Regions from separate parts of the Macaca mulatta genome. Here region 1 is linked to region 2. Evidence: chromatin contacts called from public Hi-C data. All regions are on one chromosome and are shown on one strand. The core of a region is the stretch at or near the end of the contact, and the rest is flanking DNA. Distances in the headings are between cores, read along the strand shown.

Evidence for each region. A called contact is a pair of places that touch in the nucleus more often than the background predicts.
Region 1: a Hi-C map of liver shows a contact between it and region 2, with 5 times the contacts expected there. The contact joins the promoter of ZNF764 here to the promoter of ZNF747 in region 2. A contact is called at or near these places in 5 of 14 Hi-C or Micro-C datasets (CD4 T cells, blood, fetal cortex germinal zone and 2 more).

What each region holds. Positions count from the first base shown.
Region 1 is chr20:29,185,241-29,191,750 of T2T-MMU8v2.0, reverse strand. ZNF764 (zinc finger protein 764) reads left to right here and starts at 4,483. Exons shown (of 6, transcript XR_013411636.1): 1 at 4,483-4,870; 2 at 5,011-5,121. All of the region lies in intron 1 of LOC144337990 (a long non-coding RNA gene), which reads left to right.
Region 2 is chr20:29,146,305-29,153,061 of T2T-MMU8v2.0, reverse strand. It overlaps ZNF747 (zinc finger protein 747), which reads left to right and starts at 4,100. Exons shown (of 4, transcript XM_028841562.2): 1 at 4,100-4,498; 2 at 4,639-4,752; 3 at 5,801-6,320; 4 at 6,322-6,684. The coding sequence starts at 4,303. The coding sequence ends at 6,445. It overlaps ZNF768 (zinc finger protein 768), which reads left to right and starts at 5,804. Exons shown (of 2, transcript XM_077985816.1): 1 at 5,804-6,665. It also overlaps the pseudogene LOC100429815.

The DNA.
Region 1 (6,510 bases), core at 3,234-5,733, 38 kb before region 2:
TGCCTGTAATCCCAGCACTCTGGGAGGCCCAGGCAGGTGGATCTCCTGAGGTCAGGAGCTCGAGACCAGCTTCGCCAACATGGTGAAACCCTGTCTCTACTAAAGATACAAAAAATTAGCCGGGCATGGCGGCAGGCGCCGTATTCCCAGCTACTCAAGAGGCTGAGGCAGAAGAATCGCTTGAACCCGGGAGGCAGAGGTTGCAGTGAGTCAAGATCGCGCCATTGCACTCCAGCCTGGACAACAAGAGCTAAACTCTGTCTCAAAAAAAAGAAAAAGAAAAAAAGAGAGCGAGAGAGTGTAGAGTGGAATAGAATAGAATAGAAAAAATTAAAAATATAATAAATAAAACACAATAATAAAATAAAGACTGGGTCACTGAGTGGGCCTCCTCGAAGTGCCTCCTCTAAGGGACTGGGAAGGGGACGTCAAGCCCTTGGTCGAGAATCTTGGACCGGTTTCCCCTCCCCTGTAGCCCTTGCTGACAACTGCCTGAGCCCAGGTCGAAGCGGCTGCATCCATCTTAACTACGGCAAGAGGCGCTGCCAAGGCCGCCTGAGAGGAACAGCAAGAGGAGACGTTTCCAGCAGGAACAAACCAGGTCAGCAACACCAGATCGATATTCAAGCTATTCAATGCCTTTCTCTAAAATGAAGAGAAGCTGGACTATCGACAGCCATCTCTTCTAAGAGGGCCTTCATTTTTCTGGACTCTGGAACCACTGAGTTGCTCGCTGTCCTCTCTAGTCCCCACCCGAAGCTACTTCCGGTCGTCGAGGCGTCCGTGGAGCCCCCTGCACCCCACTCCCAGGGCAAATTCCCAGTGTCCCTCCAGGAGCCGCCCAGTCACTGGCCGCGCTCATGGCTCCAAGCCAATGTACCTGGGGAGGCGGAAGGGACGGAGACTGGGAAAGAGTCCGCGGGCCGAGAGCTCTGCGGAAACGGCCGACTGCCTCTTCCTGGCACAGTGGCGGTGTCTGCGGTATAGGGATGTTTGCGTCCTGATCCCGGATGCGATGCCTCGACCTGCGGCCTCCTAGATGCGCTCAGCGGCGCCCGCCCCACCCGGATCCCCGAAAAGGGAAAGAAGTGGCTCTCCTCACTTATGGGGCAGGTTAACCCGTTTCTTGAGATCCCCGCCAGATCACCATCCTTCCAGGCTCCTCCACAGGGCCTCCCCCGGACCTCCTGTAAAACGTTCACAGCCTGGTATACTGATATATTCTGAGTTAAAAACAGAGAAATTGTAGTTTCAGACGGAGCAATCCGACCTGTTTCTTCTGCATGCAGCATGCCAGAAACCTTACTCTGGGGGAATATCCTTCTGTACCAGGGCAAGAAAACAGCCTTCAGAGGCCACAAGGGACCAGAATAAACATAGGTAACAAAGTAGTCTGTATGTTGCACCTACTTGACACCCCCCCATACATATTCTAGCTACTCACTGCCCTAGCTAAATTTTCTTTGTCCTGTCATTTATTTTTTTCCTTTTATTACTTCTTTCTTCTGAGAGAGAGTCTCGCTCTGTAGCCCAGGCTGGAGTGCAGTGGCAGGATCTCGGCTCACTACAACCTCTGCCTGCCAGGTTCAGGCTATTCTACCTCAGCCTCCTAAGTAGGTGGGACTACAGGCACGGGCCACCACGCCTGGCTAATTTTTGTATTTTCAGTAGAGATGGGGTTTCACCATGTTGGCCAGGATGGTCTCGATCTCTTGACCACTCATGATCCGCCCGCCTCGGCCTCCCAAAGTGCCGGGATTACAGGTGTGAGCCACCGGGCTGGCCCTCTTTTCTTTTTTTTCAAACGAAGTCTCTCTCCCACCCAGGCTGGAGTGTAGTGGCGTGATCTCGGCTCACTGCCACCTCTGCCTCCCAGGTTCAAGTGAGTCTCCTGCCTCAGCCTCCCGAGTAGCCGGGATTACAGGCACCCACCACCCCCTCGCCCCCAGCTAACCTTTTTAAAATTATTATTAGTAAGCACGGGGTTTCCTGACCTCAAGTGATCCACCCACCTTGGCCTCCCAAAGTGATGGGATTACAGGCATGAGCCACCACATCTGCCCACTTAAATTTTATTGTTCTTTGTCTAAGAAACATAAAAGCACCTGGCTTTGGGCACTTTTTCTGACTTCCCTCTCTTGTGAAGATCCCCATGTACATGTAAAACTAATACAATTTGTATAATTTTCTCGTTTGTCCACTGTCAATTCATTTTTTCTTATTTTACTTTATTATTTATTTATTTATTTATTTTTGAAGATATGGTTTCACTAACTTGCCCAGGCTGATCTCATACTCCTGGGCTCAAGGGATCCTCCTGCCTTTGCTTCCCAGTAGCTAGGATTACAAGCGATTCTCAATCTGGGCCTAGATTCAACTAAAGAGCCCACTAAGAGCTAAAAGGCGGTTAGAGGCGACTCTTACTCCCATACACAGTAAGGGAGGAGACCACCCCTCATACTGTCTTATGCCCAATTTCTGCCTCCAAAGAATGAAGAAGTAAAAACTAAAAGGCAGAAATGAAATCCATAAGCAGACAGCCCGGCGCCAGACCCTGGGCCTGGTAGTTAAAGATCGACCCCTGACCTAATCGGTTATGTTATCTATAGATTATAGACATTGTATAGAAAAGCACTGTGAAAATCCCTGTCCTGTTCTGTTCCATTCTAATTACCAGTGCATGCAGCCCCCAGTCATGTACCCACTGCTTGCTCAATTGATCATGACCTTCTCACGGGGACCCCCTTAGAGTTGTGAGCCCTTAAAAGGGACAGGAATTGCTCACTCGGGGAGCTTGGTTTTTGATACCTGAGTCTTGCTGATGCTCCTGGCCGAATAAAGCCCTTCCTTCTGGGCCAGGCGCGGTGGCTCAAGCCTGTAATCCCAGCACTTTGGGAGGCCGAGATGGGCGGATCACGAGGTCAGGAGATCGAGACCATCGTGGCGAACACGGGGTTTAGTAGAAACCCCGTCTCTACTAAAAAATACAAAAAAACTAGCCGGGTGAGGTGGCGGGTGCCTGTAGTCTCAGCTACTGGGGAGGCTGAGGCAGGAGAACGGCGTAAACCCGGGAGGCGGAGCTTGCAGTGAGCTGAGATCCGGCCACTGCATTCCAGCCTGGCGACAGATCTGGCAAGACTCCGTCTCAAAAAAAAAAAAAAAATAATAATAATAAAAGCCCTTCCTTCTTTAACTTAGTGTCTGAGGGGTTTTGTCTGCAGCTCATCCTGCTACATTTCTTGGTTCCCTGATCCCCCTTTGAGTTGTGAGCCCTTAAAAGGGACAGGAATTGCACACTCGGGGAACTTGGTTTTTGAGATGTGAGTCTTGCTGATGCTCCCGGCCGAATAAAGCCCTTCCTTCTTCAACTCGGTGTCTGAGGGGTTTTGTCTGCAGCTCCTCCTGCTACAACAGGACATGTATGAAGTCAAATGGAGCACAGAATAGGTCATCAGGAAGTGAGAGGGTGGTCTGGGGGAGAGTTGGCAACATTTACTGAGATAAAGACCCCAGGGGAAGCAGTTTGGGGCAAGAAAGGGATGAGTTGGGCTTGAGCAGAGGAGCCTTGGGCCATCCGCCCAGCGGCAGGATGTGAGGGGAGCTGAGAGCCCGGCTGCAGCTAGAGGGAGACCGGCGACTGGGAGACGTCCTGCACAGTAAATGGGAGAGGCTCCTAGAAGAGAGGACCCTCTGACTTTCTCAACCTTACCCTACTCTCCCCACTGCCTCTGCCATCAGGAAGATTCCAGAATTTCAGGCTCCAAGAAGCCTACAAGCCTACAGTCTCCTGTATCCACTCCTTTTTCTTTGTTTCTTTCTTTTCTATTTTTGAGTCGGAGTTTCGCTCTGTCGCCCAGGCTGGAGTGCCGTGGCGCAATCTTGGCCCACTGCAAACTCCGCCTTCCGCGTTCAAGCAATTCTCCTGCCTCAGCCTCCCCAGTTACTTGGATTATTTAGTCGAGACGGGGTTTCACCATGTTGGTGAGGCTGGTCTCGAAGTCCTGACCTCAGTTCCTCCGGCCTCGGCCTCCCAAACTGCTGATTACAAGCGTGAGCCACTGCGCCACGCCCACTCCATTGGTTTTTACACTCAACATTAGGAAGAGACTGCTGTCGCCCTGTTTCTGAGATAACAAGGACAAAACGAGGGAGTGATGAGCTGGAGACCAATTATAAAACGGTCTAGAGACGAAAACTAATGCCTGAGTTCAGTAAGGCCGAGAGGCCAGCTCCCTCCCAGGAGGCGCTTTCTTGTTGTTGCAGACCCGGGCGGAGCTCTCTGCTGCACCGCCTCGCTGGGCCGGGGACTAAACAAACGCGACTAGTTTTCAAGGCCGGCCCCTGTAGTCACCGCGGCCATTTTGGATGAGGGTACGGAGAGAACGCCGCCTGTACATACCGGGGACGTTGTCTTGGGCACGATTGCGTAGGGGCAAAGGTCGAGTACCCGCACCGCCGCCATTTTTTATGAGGGCATATTCCATTTCTGATTATACACCCGCTGCCATCGGCACCGTTAGTTTCCATGCTCTCTAGTGCGCCCTCGGGGGGCCCTAGAGACCTTCCTCCTTCCCTTGGGCCTGGCCGCGTAGGCTTTCTCGGACGCAGGAGGTTCCGAAGGCCCAAGCCAGGCCAACGGGAGGCAGCCGATCCGTAGTCGGGTTGACAGTCACCATGGTGCCGCCTCTGGCCCCGCTCCCTCCCCGGGACCCAAATGGGGCCGGACCCGAGTGGAGGGAGCCAGGGATTGTGAGCTTCGCGGACGTGGCCGTGTACTTCTGCCGGGAGGAGTGGGGCTGCTTGCGACCCGCGCAGAGGGCCCTGTACCGGGACGTGATGCGGGAGACCTACGGCCACCTGAGCGCGCTCGGTGAGAGCCCCTCCTGCTCACCTGGGCCCTGCGCCCCCACAGGCCCTGCCGCGCTTCTGGGAGCTGCGCGTGGAGTTGGGGACCCCGGGGCCGGGCAGGCGGCTTCCCCTCAGTGTGGGGTTTGCGTTCTTCTCCCCTAGGAATCGGAGGCAACAAGCCAGCTCTCATCTCCTGGGTGGAGGAGGAGGCCGAACTGTGGGGCCCCGCTGCCCGGGATCCGGAGACGAAATGTCCGACAGAAACGGACCCAGGTGGAGTATAGGGTGCTACTTCTCTGTTCCTGTCCCATCCCGGTATCCTCTGCCACCTGCAGCTACCTGCTTAGCAGTTTCCTCTCTCAACTGCCTTCTCAACTGCGACCAGGAGGCTGAGCCCCTGCCTGGCTCCCGGATGCAGTCGAGAAAGGAGCAGTGATGGGGTTCTGGGCCTGCCATAACCCGCCCCTGAGTCCTCACCTCTGTGTGGTCACTACACTCTTGGGGCTTTTTTTGGTGTTTTTGTTTTAGAGACAGGGTCTCGCTCTGTTGCCTAGGCTGAGTGCAGTGGCAGCCTCATAGCTCACTGTAGCCTGGAACTCCCAGGCTCAAGTAGTCCTCCCGCCTGGGCCTCCAGAGCAGCTAAGACTGTACAGGTGGTCACCACGAAGCCTGGGTAATTTTTTTTTTTTTTTTTTTAAAGACAAAGTTTTGCTCCATTGCCCAGGCTGGAGTGCAGTGGCGCCATCTGAGCTCACTGCAACCTTCCCCTCCCAGTTTCAAGTAATTATTCTGCCTCAGCCTCCCAAGTAGCTGGGATTACAGGTGCCCACCACCACGCCTCGGTAATTTTTAATTTTTATTTTATTTATTTTTTTATTTATTTTGAGACGGAGTCTTGATCTGTCTGTCGCCCGGGCTGGAGTGCTGTGGCGCGATATCGGCTCACTGCAAGCTCCGCCTCCTGGGTTCACGCCATTCTCCAGCCTCAGCCTCCCGAGTAGCTGGGACTATAGGCACCCGCCACTACGCCCGGCTAATTTTGTTTTTGTATTTTTAGTAGAGACGGGGTTTCACTATGTCACCCAGGCTGGTCTCGATCTCCTGACCTTGTGATCCGTCCGCCTCGGCCTCCTAAAGTGCTGGGATTACAGGCATGAGCCATGGCGCCCGGCCAATTTTTTGTATTTTTAGTAGAGACAGGGTTTCACTATGTCACCCAGGCTGGTCTAGAACTCCTGGGGTCAAGTGGTCCGCCTGCCTCGGACTCCCAAAGTGACCCACTGCGCCTGGCCTAATTTTTAAAAATTGTTATGTAATATATTTTAGAGACGGGGTCCTGGGTCTTGGTGTGTTGCCCAGGCTGGTCCTGAAATCCTAGACTGATGCTCCTTCTCTGCCTCCGAAAGCGCTGGGATTACCGCCTTGAGCCCCCACACCCAGTCTCTTAAGCTCTGTTGACTCTACCTCCACCTCAGGACCCACCCCTGCGGTTCACCTGCAGGCTGGTTCCTCTCTCCCCGCCTGCCCCCCTTTTTTTCCTTCATTTCTTGCCCTCAGCCTTTGCGGAGTGTCCAGCCCCACTGAAATTGGCCATGCCCACCTGGTTCTGCCTTTCTTGGTGCTGTTCCTGATGCCTGGAACATCCTCAGGTGTCCGCTCCTC
Region 2 (6,757 bases), core at 2,851-5,350:
AGGCCTGAGAGCCTGGGAGACCTAGGGCTGGGACCACACCCCCTGGGCAACACTGAATCCTTATGCCCCTCCCAAACTTTTTGCCTCTGCTCCCCAGGGTGAGAAAATAGCCCTTAGAGTCCACAAGGGACCAGAATAAACACACTTAACAAAGTAATCCATATCTTCCACCTGTTTCACACCCTCTCCCCAACATAGATCTCCCCTTGAAAATTTTACTGCCCCAGCCAGATTTTCTTTGTCCTGTCATTTCTTTTAAAATTTATTGTCCTTGGCCGGGTGCAGTGGCTCACACCTGTAATCCCAGCACTCTGGGAGGCCAAGGTGGGTGGATTGCCTGAGGTCAGGAGTTCAAGACCAGCCTGACCAACATGGTGAAACCCTATCTCTACTAAAAATACAAAATTAGCTGGGTGTGGTGGTGCATGCCTGTAGTCTCAACTATCCAGGGTGCTGAGGCAGGAGAATCCTTTGAACCCGGGAGGCAGAGGTTGCAGTAAGCCGAGATCGCGCCAATGCACTCCAGCCTGGGCAACAAGAGCGAAACTCCATCTCAAAAAAATAAAAAAAAATAAAAATTATAGTTCTTTAAGAAATATAGGCCGGGCGCAGTGGCGTGGGCGACAAAGCGAGCCTTCGTCAAAAAAAAAGAAAAAGAAAGAAAAGAAAAGAAAGAAAGAAAGAGAAAGAAAGAAACAAAAGAAAGAAAATGATCAGTAGCTGCACCACTAGAAAGATGGCGGAGCAAGAGCAAAGAAAAATCCTTTTGGTTCCAGAAAATCTCCTGAAAAATAGGAGGTCTTATCAAGCCCTCAAAGCCACCCAGGCAAAGCAGGCACTTTTGGCAAAGAAGGAGCAGAGGAAAGGAAACGGGCTCAGGTTTAAGCGACTGGAATCATTCCTACATGATTCCTGGCAGGAGAAACGTGACAAGGTGCATCTCAGACGACTAGAAGCGAAACCTCATGCCTTGGAATTGCCAGATAAACATTCCTTGGCCTTGGTTGTATGCATCAAAAGGATTGATGGTGTGAGTTTACTGGTGCAGAGAACCATTGCAAGACTTCGCCTAAAGAAAATTTTTAGTGGTGTCTTTGTAAAAAGTCACCCCCTAGAACCTAAAAACGCTACGTATAGTGGAACCTTATGTGACCTGAGGATTTCCAAATCTGAAGTCTGTCTGGGAACTCATTTTGAAACATGGACCAGCCAAGGTCAAGAATAAGACCATCGGCCAGGTGTGGTGGCGCATGCCTGTAATCCCAGCACCTTGGGAGGCCGAGGCGGGTGAATCACGAGGTCAGGAGATCGAGACCATGCTGGCTAACACGGTGAAACCCCATCTCTACTAAAAATACAAAAAATTAGCCAGGCATGTTGGCGGGCACCTGTAGTCCCAGCTACTCGGGAGGCTGAGGCAGGAGAATGGCGTGAACCCGGGAGGCAGAGCTTGCAGTGAGCCGAGATCACGCCACTGCACTCTAGCCTGGGCGACAGAGTAAAACTCTGTCTCAAAAAAAAAAAAAAAAAGAAGAGGAAGACCATCCCTCTGACAGACAACACAGTGATTGAGGAGGACCTGGGGAAGTTTGGTGTCATTTGCCTGGAAGACCTCATTCATTAAATTGCCTTCCCAGGGAAGCATTTCCAGGAGCTCTCATGGTTCTTGCGTCCTTTCCACCTCTCAGTGGCCCAAGATGCTACCAAAAATAGAGTGGGCTTCCTCAAGGAGATGGGCACACCTGGTTATCAGGGTGAATGCATCAATCAGCTCATCTGTCAGCTGAACTAGACTCAGGTGCCAAACTGCGATAAATTTTTATCAATGAAGTGGAAGCATGTGTTTTTGTTGTTTTGGGAATTTTTATCAAGTACTTCAGAGATTATTTCCTGCTTTATCTTCAAAAACTGAAAAGAAAAGACAGTAGCTGGCCAGGCACGATGGCTCAAGCCTATAATCCCAACACTTTGGGAGGCTGAGGCGGGCGTATCACCTGAGGTCAGGAGTTTGAGACCAGCCTGACCAACATGGAGAAATGCCGTCTTTAGTAAAAATATAAAAATTAGCTGGGCGTGGTGGCGCATGCCTGTAATCCCAGCTACTCGGGAGGCTAAGGTGGGAGAACCGCTGGAACCTAGGAGGCGGAGGTTGTGGTGAGCAGAGATCACACCATTGCGCTCCAGCCTGGGCAACGAGAGCAAAACTCCGTCTCAAAAAAAGAAAAGAAAAGACAGTAGCTTATGTTCATGGCAAGCACTTCTCATCACAGTGCAGTTCCAAGGAAAACTTCCAGCATTTTCTACATTGGGTGCCACGTCATCTGAAATCAGCACATTCCATGGAGGAAGGAGTCTTGCTCTGTTGCATCTATCCTAGGGTTTAATGTTGATAAATGAGTAACTCTAGCATTTGTAAAAGGCTCCTTAAGGCTCCTGCAGCAGCCGACCAAGCCCAAGGACATAACTGAATCTGGAGAGTCCTGGGGCCTTGTTTTGAAAAAGACTTGAAATACACATAGGAAGAAAGCCATAAAAATAAATGTTCACTTGTCTCTGAAAAAAAAAAAGAAAGAGAAAAAAAGAAATATAAAAGCAAAACTTGGCTTCAGCCATTTTTTCTGACTGCTCTGTCTTGCGAAGATCCCTGAGTACATGTAAAACAGATACAATTTGTATTCTTTCCTTTTTTCTTATTTATTTTTGAGACAGGGTCTCCTAAGTTGAGCAGGCGGATCTCATTCTCTTGGACTCAAGAGATGCTTGTGCCTCGACCTCCCAGTAGATAGGATTACAGATGATTCTCAATCTAGGCCTAGATTCAACTGAAGAGCCCACTAAGAGCTAAAAGACGCCTTGGAGATTACTCTGACTCCAGTACACAGGACATGTATGAAGTCAGGTGGAGCACAGAGTAGGCCATCAGGAAGTGTGAGACGGAGGTCTGGTGGGAGAGCTGGCGACATTTACTGACATAAAGATCCCAGGGGAAGCAGGTTGGGGTAAGAAAGGGATGAGCTGGTTTTGAGCGGAGGAGTCTTGGGCCATCCGCGTAGGGGCAGGACCTGAGGGGAGCCGAGAGCCTGGCTGCAGCTAGAGGGAGACCGGCGGTCGGGAGGCGTCCTGCACAGCACATGGGAGAAACTCCTAGAAGAGAGGACCCTCTGACCTTCTCAACCTTACCCTACTCTCCTGGCTGCTTCCGCCATCTAGAAGCTCCAAGGATTTCAAGCTCCAACAAGCCTACCATAGAGGAGGGTCTCCTGTATCCACTCCATGGCTTTTGTGAAAGGAAAATAAATCTTGGGGCCCCCAAATCACTACCCTAAAGGTAAAAGTCAAGCTGGGAACTGCTTAGGGCCAACCTGCCTCCCATTCTATTCAAAGTCACCCCTTTGCTGGCTGACATAGATGGATATCTGATTGCATCCTCTGGAAACGCTAATCAGAAACTCCAAAGAATGCAACCGTTTGTGCCTCACCTTCAGTTTCCTGGAAGCCCCTCCCTGCTTCGAGTCTTCCTGCCTTTGCTTCAAGTTGTCCCGCCTTTCCAGACAGAACCAATGTACTTACATACACTGATTGATGTCTCATGTCTCCATAAAATGTATAAAACTAAGCTGTGTCCCGACCACCTTGGGCACATGTCGTGAGGACTTCCTGAGGCTGTCACGCGCGTGTCGTCAACCTTGGCAAGAAATTGAGATCTATCTCGGAATTTCTGGGTTCACACTTTTTGCTCTCAACATTGGGAAGAGACTGCTGCCGCCGTTCCTGAGGACAAAACGAGAGGGTGATGGGCTGGAGCCCGATTCTAAAAAGGTCCAGGGACGAAAACTAACTTCTGAGTTCACGACGGTTCCCTTCCGTGGGAGGCTCCTTTGTTTCTGCAAACCCGGGCTGAGCTCTGAGCTGTGCGGCCTCACCGGGCGGGGCCAGAGCATACTCGGTTGGTTTTCAAGGCCGGCGCCTGTAGCCGCAACGGCCATTTTTGATTAGGGCACGGAGAGACCGCTGCCTGGGGGTGGGGGCGGGGGGCGCCGTCCTGGGTACAATTGCGCAGGGGCAAAGGTCGAGAGGTCGCGCAGCCGCAGTTTTTTTTGAAGAAATAGTCCAGTTCTGACTATGGACTCGCAGCCATCGGCCCTTAGTTTCCATCCCCTCTAGTGGGCCCTCGGGGGTTATAGTGACCTCCCTCCTTCCCTTGGGACTGGGCCGGGGAGGTGTTCTCGGGCGCGGGAGGTTCCGTATGCCCAGGCCCGGCCAGGGGAGGTGACCGATTCGTCGCTGGGGCTGACAGTCCCCATGGCGCCGCCTCTGGCCCCGCTCCCTTCTCGGGATCCAAACGGGGCAGTACCCGAGTGGAGAAAGCCCAGGACCGTGAGCTTCGCCGACGTGGCCGTGTACTTCTCTCGGGAGGAGTGGGGCTGCCTGCGACCCGCGCAGAGGGCCCTGTACCGGGACGTGATGCGGGAGACCTACGGCCACCTGGGCGCGCTCGGTGAGAGCCCCACCTGCTCACCTGGGCCCTGCGCCCCCACACGCCCTGCCGCGCCTCTGGGAGCTGCGCGTGGAGTTGGGGGTCCCGGGGCCGGGCAGGCGGCCTCCCCACAGCGTGGGGTTTGCGTTCTTCTCCCCCAGGAGTCGGAGGCAGCAAGCCGGCGCTCATCTCCTGGGTGGAGGAGGAGGCCGAACTATGGGATCCAGCTGCCCGGGATCCGGAGGTGACGAAGTGTCCGACAGAAACGGACCCAGGTGGAGTATCGGGTGCTAAGTCCCATGGGGACTTCTCTGTTCCTGTCCCATCCCGGTTTCCTCTGCCACCTCCAGCTACCTGCTTAGCAGTTTCCTCTCTGAACTGCCTTCTCAACTACGGCCAGCAGGGTGAGACCTTGCCTTGGCCCCGGATGCAGCCTAGAAAGGGGCTGTGATGGGGGCTCTGGCCCTGCCATACCCGCCTCTAAGTCCTCACCTCTGCGTGGTCACTACACTCTGGGGGCTTTTTTGTTTTGCTTTAGAGATAGGGTCTCTGTTGCCCAGACTGAGGTGCAGTGGTGCCATCATAGCTCACTGCAGCCTCGAACTCCCGGGCTCAAGCAATCGGATCAAGCAATCCTCCCGCCTGGGCCTCCAGAGTACCTAAGACTGTAAAGGCACTAGGCACCACGCCTGGCTGTTTTTTTTTTTTTTTAATTAAAAATTTTTTTTAAAGAGGTGGAGGTCCTGGTGTGTTGCCCGGGCTGGTCTCGAACTCTAGCCATCCTCTATCTCGGCCTCCCAAAGCACTGGGATCACAGTCATGAGCCACCGCGCCTGGCCTCTAAGTTCCGTTGGCTCTACCTCCACATCATGACCCCCGCCCCAGTCGTTTTCCTGCAGGATGGTTCCTATGCCCCCTAGGCGCCCCCCACCCCGCCCTCCCATTTCCTTCCTTAAGTTCTTGCCTCAGCCTTTGCAGAGTATCCAGCCCCACTGAACTTGGCCATGCCCGCCTGGTTCTGCCTTTCTTGGTGCTGTTCCTTCTGCCTAGAATATCGCCAGGTGTCCGCTCCTCCTTCTGGATCAGGCCCAGATGTTCATGTCATCTCTGCCCTTCCATGCGGTGACATTTCCCCAGTCCCGAGGCGGAATGGACTGTTTCTCCCTCCTGGCTCTGTCTGGCTCAGCAGCCGAGGAACAGGTGTCACTGCTCTATCTCCCAGGGGCAGCCGGGGGTCCAGCAGGCCTGTCCCTGTCCACGCGGGCTGTGGGATTCAAGGACCAGGATGAGCCGAGCCTGAACTCTCTTGTCTTTATCTCCCAGCAGATTCCAGAAACGAGGAAGAGGAAAGACAAAGGGAAGGGATGGGAGCCCTGGAGAAGCCTGTCCCTGTGACCGCCGGGTCTCCTGGGCTGAAGGTTCCCCAAGCCCCCTTTACCAGGTTGGAGCAGCTGTCCAAGGCGCGGCGCCGGAGTCGCCCCCGCTTTTTTGTCCACCCCCTTGTCCCCCGAGCGGACCAGCGTCACGGCTGCTACGTGTGCGGGAAGAGCTTCGCCTGGCGCTCCACGCTGGTGGAGCACATCTACAGCCACAGGGGCGAGAAGCCCTTCTACTGCGCAGACTGTGGCAAGGGCTTTGGCCATGCTTCCTCCCTGAGCAAACACCGGGCCATCCATCGTGGGGAGCGGCCCCACCGCTGTTCCGAGTGTGGCAGGGCCTTCATGCGCCGCACGGCTCTGACTTCGCACCTGCGCGTCCACACCGGCGAGAAGCCCTACCGGTGCCCACAGTGTGGCCGCTGCTTCGGCCTGAAGACTGGCATGGCCAAGCACCAGTGGGTCCATCGGCGAGGGGCGCAGGGGCCGGCGCCCTGGGGGGCTGTCTGTGACCCTGATCCCTGGCCGCGGGGACCTGGACCCACCCGTGGGCTTCCAGCTGTACCCAGAGATATTCCAGGAATGTGGATGAAGGCCTCAAAAGTGACTATCTAGACATTGCGGGAGGCCCGAGATGGGCTCAGGGGCCCGAACCTCTGCAGCGGCCTGCAGGGAGGTCCCAGAATCCACGGCAAGAGCTGGCCTGGGGTGTGGACATTCTGAACGTGGGCACTCAACAGCCTCTTCTGCCAGCACCTTGCTCCCTGCTGCCCTGGGCTCTCCAAGGCCACCTTTGCTGAGGCAGGGCTGAGGTGAGAACCCCCCAGACCTCCATACCGGGAAGCAAAAGCTGTTTCTCCTCCCAAAGGTGCTAAGAGGATTGAGGTAGAGGAGAACCTTGTTT